Regions from separate parts of the Cricetulus griseus genome. Here region 2 is linked to region 1. The links are chromatin contacts, called in public Hi-C maps. All regions are on one chromosome and are shown on one strand. The core of a region is the stretch at or near the end of the contact, and the rest is flanking DNA. Distances in the headings are between cores, read along the strand shown. Region 1 overlaps Col27a1 (collagen alpha-1(XXVII) chain). Region 2 has its middle 15 kb from the start of Kif12.

What was found. Hi-C and Micro-C count contacts between places; a contact is called where the count stands out from the background.
Region 2: a contact with region 1 is called in a Hi-C map of the CHK-Q cell line, with 2.7 times the contacts expected there. The contact joins two enhancer-like sites. A contact is called at or near these places in 2 of 8 Hi-C or Micro-C datasets (the CHK-Q cell line and fibroblasts).

What each region holds. Positions count from the first base shown.
Region 1 is chr2:82,554,729-82,557,958 of CriGri-PICRH-1.0, reverse strand. Col27a1 (collagen alpha-1(XXVII) chain) reads left to right here. Exons shown (of 61, transcript XM_035439852.1): 41 at 734-787; 42 at 2,935-2,991; 43 at 3,098-3,151. Among named protein-coding and RNA genes, the nearest start is that of Mir455, 59 kb to the left of the region's middle. Within about 2 kb of position 1,373, at least 3 of the 6 cell types and tissues checked have open chromatin away from gene starts, as enhancers often do.
Region 2 is chr2:82,688,915-82,691,970 of CriGri-PICRH-1.0, reverse strand. No RefSeq gene overlaps it. Among named protein-coding and RNA genes, the nearest start is that of Kif12, 15 kb to the left of the region's middle. Within about 2 kb of position 1,725, at least 1 of the 6 cell types and tissues checked has open chromatin away from gene starts, as enhancers often do.

The sequences.
Region 1 (3,230 bases), core at 124-2,623:
CTACATGGCAACTCCCTGTCAACTTGTTTCTCTGCCTTTTTCCTTTCCCAGAATTCTCCTAGTCTGGTAGCCCCATCTATATTTCCTGCCTGGCTAATGACTAATCAGCATTTATTCATCAACTAATAAGAAAGACATATATTCACAGAATACAGAAGATGGTGGGTGCTCCATATATATCCCAGCTTTATTTGTCCTCTAAAGAGGGAGCATTGTGCTTCCAGATCTTCCATACACATTCAGGAGATGAGGGCTCCGAGGGACAGTCTTGGTTAGAAAGGAATGGGGACTCAGAGCAGTCAAAGAACACATGTGCAGTCCAGGCCTAGCAGCTTGGTGCTTTTGGCTAGCCATGTTGGCCCTTGCCAGACCCAGGGAATTCAGGAGACACAGCAGGAAAAAAAGAAGACAAAGAAATGGGAGGAAGACTAGCGAGGGGGTGCCAACACAGAGTCATCTGCAGTTGTCAGGTGGCCTCTTCCCACCACTCTGCTAAGGTAGTGGTCCCCTGCCTTTGACCACTGCCTGCCCCGGGGCACCACAGCGGGGCCCTACTACCCAAGTTGGCACAGGATTAGAAGTGTGTCTGGAACCAACAGGCATATCTGGAAAGCCAGGCAGGGGTGGTATTCTGTTTGTTATACTGTCCCCATCACTGAGTCTCTGTCCTTTGTCATTTGTCCCTCCTGTATCCTCAAGCCCTCTTCAGTTCTCTCCTTTTATTTGCCTGCAGGGACACAAAGGCATCACAGGACCTCTTGGGCCTCCTGGGCCCAAAGGCCAGAAGGTAGGTGTTGCATCTTAGAGCAGTAGCTAGAGTCAAGACCAGCTCTGGGGCTTTGGGGATGGAGTAGCGAGGAGTCGTACATGACATCCTGTGCTTATGGCTTCAGGTTCACCTTGCAGAAACGAGCAGGGTGTCATGAACCAAGTCTCTGTTATTCCCTCATGCTTGTGAGCAGTAGCATTGAAACTGTACACAAGCAGCTCACTCAGTTCCAGGAAGGAGGGACGCTGATGAAGGAGAAGGCTCAGGAGGAGGGTGAGGGCCCCGGGGGATGTGTGCCCTCCTATTGGGGCTCTAGAGAAATTGCCAGAGGAAAATCTTGGCTGGTCGTGAACACTGTTCACAGAAAGGAGCACACGAGGGCCCGAAGCTGTAAGGAATGGCCCCTGGGTCATGTCTCCAGTGATGCCCAGTGGACTTGGAGCCAGAAATCTGGGTTCCCCATTCTCCCTCTTCCCCCTCCTTTCCCTTCTCGTGGCTGGAATGCTTCCTAGCAGGCTGTGTCTTTGCCTCCTTGTCCCTGGCCTCTCCAACCCTCGTTTCTTTTGCCGACTCAGCTCCCCACTAACTAAGTCCCGCTGTGGTGAGTCACACTGACTTGGCATGCTATCCTTGGGCCCCTCCTTCCTGCCGGGATAAGTACAGATCTGCAAGTACAGTGGTCCAAGCAGGCCCTGGCATGGTCCCGAGAGGCTGGATAGAGCACACTCAAGCCCTCGGCTCTCCTCAGCCATCATAAGGCTTCCAGGGATGCCACAGACGGTGAACACAAACCCTGGGGCCAAGTGGAGATGGAGCTGCCAGTGCCACCACTCCGGGTTAGAGGTAGTCTCCATAAAATGTATTGGCATACAGTAGAGGGCTATGACATCTTTAGGTGACATAAGCTGTGGGAGTGTACATGTGCATAGCTCATTGTTGATTGGAATTTTGTTCTGTGGCTCATGGCCATCTGGTAATGAACAGCCAACCACAGACTGGCTGGTGCTGGGATGGGGAATGGGTTGCAAGGGAGGTGTGCGGAAGCCCTGCTCTTTTCCAAGGATTTTCCCAAAACAGGTGAAGACAACCAGCCTCTTAGAGCATAGGGGTCTGCCTCTAAACAGTGGTAGGAGGTGCTGCTGGGCCCCACGTCACTAGCTAGCAACAGACCCAGAGTATGAACCAGTCTGCACTGGTAGATAGTATCCTTGTCTATACAGGTGGCCAGATGGAGGGGACAAGACTCAGAACTAGGCCACATGAAGTAGTTCACTAATGTTAAATGCTTGGATTATGTCCCCACCGCAGCCAGGCTGGGCCCACAGCTAGACCAGGGCCCAGGCTGGGGCATTCCTGATTGGCCCTGACTAAGATGATTCTTTTCATGGGCCCCGTTCTCCTATTCTGTAAAGTGAGGGTTGCTGCAGAATCTGTAAAACAATATATGAAATGAACTACACGTGCCTAACCAAAGACTATCTGGTAAGCCCTGGTGCCCACTGAAGATGTCTGGTCCCCTGACATCATTCACAGTTGGATAAAGATCTTGGGCAGGAATGAAGCCCACATCTGTGAGGACAGTTTGTTCTAGGTGCCTGGCTGGGTCTCACTTGTCTTTAACTGCTGCCTGTAGGGCCATAGGGCCCCAGTTGAGGGTAGGATACCAACATTCAGACTGGCCAGGGCTGTATTCCAGTTCTGACCATTTCCCTCTTCCTGTCCCTCATGCTTCCTTCCAACTCTGTGGGCAGTGGGGGGATCAGAGTACCCTGGCTAGAGTCCAGAGGGGTTCCCAGGAGAGGTAACACTAGTTTTCTGAGGCTGGAGTCTGAGCCCTAAAGTGCCTTCTGACCTGTTCAGCAGCATTTCAACCATCTGTGTGGCTGATAAGAGCCATCCCACAGCTGGACCAGGGCCCAGGCTGGCCTGCCTTGGCCCAAGGTCTCCACTCTAGTCTCTGCTCCTCTTTCAGCCTGTCCTAGGCATCCATGTGGCGTGTGGACACTGTCGCCACTCTTACCTACAATGGCAATTTTGACCGCTGGTCTCCTAGTCTGCCTGCCTACGGAGGCTGGCCTTCATCCCTGAGGAAGGTGCCTTCCGGCCTGCAGTTCACTAACTCCCAGAGTGGTCCTTGCCTAATGCTGGTTCTGTGGTGTCCACAGGGGGAACAGGGCGAGGATGGCAAGGCTGAGGGGCCCCCTGGGCCACCTGGAGATCGGGTAAGTTTCCTTTCTGTTCCTCTGACCTCTCAATGTAACAAGGCACAGGCTACTGAGAGTTCACAGAAGCTGGGGCTCATGTTTATCCATTGTCTTTGTCATTCAGGGTCCTGTGGGAGATCGAGGAGACCGTGGGGAGCCAGGTGACCCTGGATACCCTGTAAGCATCAGAGCTCTACCTTTGGGAGGGTAGGGAAAGTGGGAAGAGGGACAGAGGTCTCCACTGGACACAGGCTCCT
Region 2 (3,056 bases), core at 476-2,975, 130 kb before region 1:
GAGAGGCTAAGTAGCTTCTTCAACATCTAAGTGGTAAAAAGACTCCAGGCTTGTACCACTGTGTCCCAGCACCCAAGAATCTTAGTAAGATGCAAACACAAGCAGATCCTCTAGGTAGGGGATCTGCTTGTTTTCCAAATCCTCCACAGTTGGAAGGAGCTAGATGAACAGGGACTTGTCCAGGGTCACCAGGACAGACGACAGGGCCAGGAAGGGCTGAACTGCTTCCCCCACTGTGGGGCCTGGCACTGGGGCTGGCTGGGTTCAGTGGGCCTTTGTGAGGCCACATACCTGGGCTGGGAGGCCGCCACCCAGCTATGAATAGCGGCCTCTTTCCTTCCTGCAGCACATGCCCTCCCCTGCACACGCACTCACACGCACTCACGCCTGCTCAGCTTGCTCGGGAAAGTCAACAGGAGTATTTGAAAAGTCTTTCTGTGTAGAGAATCTGTTTGGATAGGGGGAGGACTGGAGAGCCAGCCAATAGGTAGAAATATTAATGAACCTAGTTATAAAGGGCCCATTCACGGCTCGCCGGGTAAATAGGGCTCTTGTCGGGAGGCCACGTTATCTGCCAAGTTCAAGAATGTGGTTTGAAAAAATAGAATTTAAAGGGCTGAGGTGGAGCCTTAAATGGCTGGTGTGCTGGAGCCATAGCCAAATGAGGGAGGAGCTGGGCTGGCCTGGGCCCTGGGCAGGGGTTGGGGTGTGGGCTGCGGCAGGAGGGGCTGGGGACAGAGTGGGGAAGAGTGGATGAAATTCAGAGACACCAAGCTGCCCAGTAAGTGCCTGTGATGTCCCTTCCTCCCCCAGGTGCCTGGCCAAGGACTGATAGTTTCTCTGCTCAGCCCCACCCAGTGCAGGTAACTCCCCAGCTTGGGACTTTGGTCAGAGGTGCTGATGGGGGTCTAGGGCTGTAGGAAGGGAACTTAAGCTTTAAGGGAACTTTAACTTAACTTTCCCTTCAGCCACATGCTGATCGCACAAGCCAGCCTTCTACCAACACCAAGTTGCCCTAAGTGCCTAAACTGTGTGAGAAAAAGCAGAAAGGCCAGACTTGGTCAATTTGCTCACTTCACATGGGCCAAACCTCAGCCTTGTGGAGAATCAGTAGCTTGAGGATCCTCAGCAAGCCTGTAGCAGAATTACCATTGGCTTCCAGCAGTTTCTTACTGCAAGCAGGCACACAAGAATGAGACAATGTCTGCCACAGTCAGGATACCTTGTCACATGCACAGAGGGGGTGCTTTGTCACATATGCAACGATGTCTTATTTTTAGCCCTGGACTTAAAGTGAGCTGTGAACTGGGATGTTCTGTAACACTGCCTCTGAGCAGCTGTGTGGCCCAGGAAAGTGACTTGTCCTTCTGAGCCTCAGCTTCTTCATGAAGACCAAGTTCTTCTGTTGGAAAGACTCAGTGGGAGGATGCTAGTGACAGCGAGCTGTGCCAGACACTCAGTGGGTGGCCCAGCGATTGTGGCTGGACCACTTCTTTTTCTGTCCCAGTCTGTACTGAGGAGGAAATGCTGAGAAGATGGTTCCTTAGCTCTGGGTTTTAGGAATAGTTTCTATCTGGATCCTAGAAGGGTGACCAAGGCCATGCTTGTATGAAGGTGGCAAATTTGAAGCTAGACGTTCTGCCATGGAGTGTGTTGAACAGTGCAGCCATGTGTGAACGAGTCTCAGTGAAGATCTTTGAACCCGCCTACAGGGAGCATGGACACGCGGCAAAACCTCCTCTCCTGCACCAAATGCCTGCTCAGAACAAGGGTTAACCTGGGGCTGAGGGAACGTTTACATTGGCTTTTCTTGGCAAATAAGGGAAAAGGGAAATAATCAACACAACAGCCAAATGGAAACCTTATGTAAATGCTCTGCCAGGAGCTGGCTAAGCAGCTTTGAACATGGGGACATGTGGGGACTTGGGTGGCAGGACATCAGAAGCATTAAGTGTTATAGGAACAGGTCAGAAACAACATTTGGACCTGACAGACGTGGGTTCAAGATTGGGTTCTGCTGTTCATTGGCAATGCTGTCTTTTGCAAATGGTGGGCCTGTCTGGGCTCTTATTTATTCTCTTCAGAAAAGAGAAGGTAACTGTATGTGAAGGTCCCTGGCATATGATGGATACTCATTAAACATCAATTTCCTTTCCTTTCTGGGCCTCCTGGCAGGTCCAGGGGAAGTGTCTGACAGGTCTCACCAGCCAGAGCTGGGAGCTCTGCACAACTGCACAAGCCACACGACTGCAGCTCAGGAGCTTGGTGCTGGGTAGAGTTTATGGTGCTTGACAGTTGGAAAAGCGTGTGCCAGTTTCCCAAGGTGAGGTGGGAAAGCAATACCCAGCACCCTATTTTGCAGTGAAACTGGGAAAAGGTGAGAATCTAGAGCTCTTGGGTAGGGCCCAGTTCTGTTTTCATTCCTCCAGCAAAGACACTTGAAAACATGTGCACCAAGCACAGTGCTGAACATGGGGGATTTGACAGTGATTAAAGCCAGGAGGGTGAATGAGAAGATGGATAATAGGTGTGTGGGTGGACAGAGGGATGGTGATGAATGGATGGTTGGGTGAGTACATAGATCAGCGGACAAATAGACAGATGAATGGTGAGCCAAATATATGGGTGGGTAAATGGACAGAGGGATGAGTAAACAGAGAGATGATGAATGAATGGATGGGTAAGTGGGTGCATAGTGGGTAAGCAGATCAGTGGATGGGTAGGTGAATGGATAAATGGACAAACAAGTGAATGGATGGAGAGAGATGGATAAGTGGATGGGTGGATGCATATATAAATGGATGGATGGAAGGGTAGATAGATGATGAATAAATGGATGAGTGGATGGACCGTATATAGGTAGGCTGTCAGATAAATGATAAATGGATGGATAAATTAATGAATGGATGAATGGTGAATAGATGGCATATTGGTAAATGAACAGATGGATGATGAATGAGTAGATAGATAAGTATATTGGGGGATAAGTATATGAATAAATGAATGGATGAACTGTTGGTTGGGTGGATGGATGGATAGATGGATGGTCAGAGGCA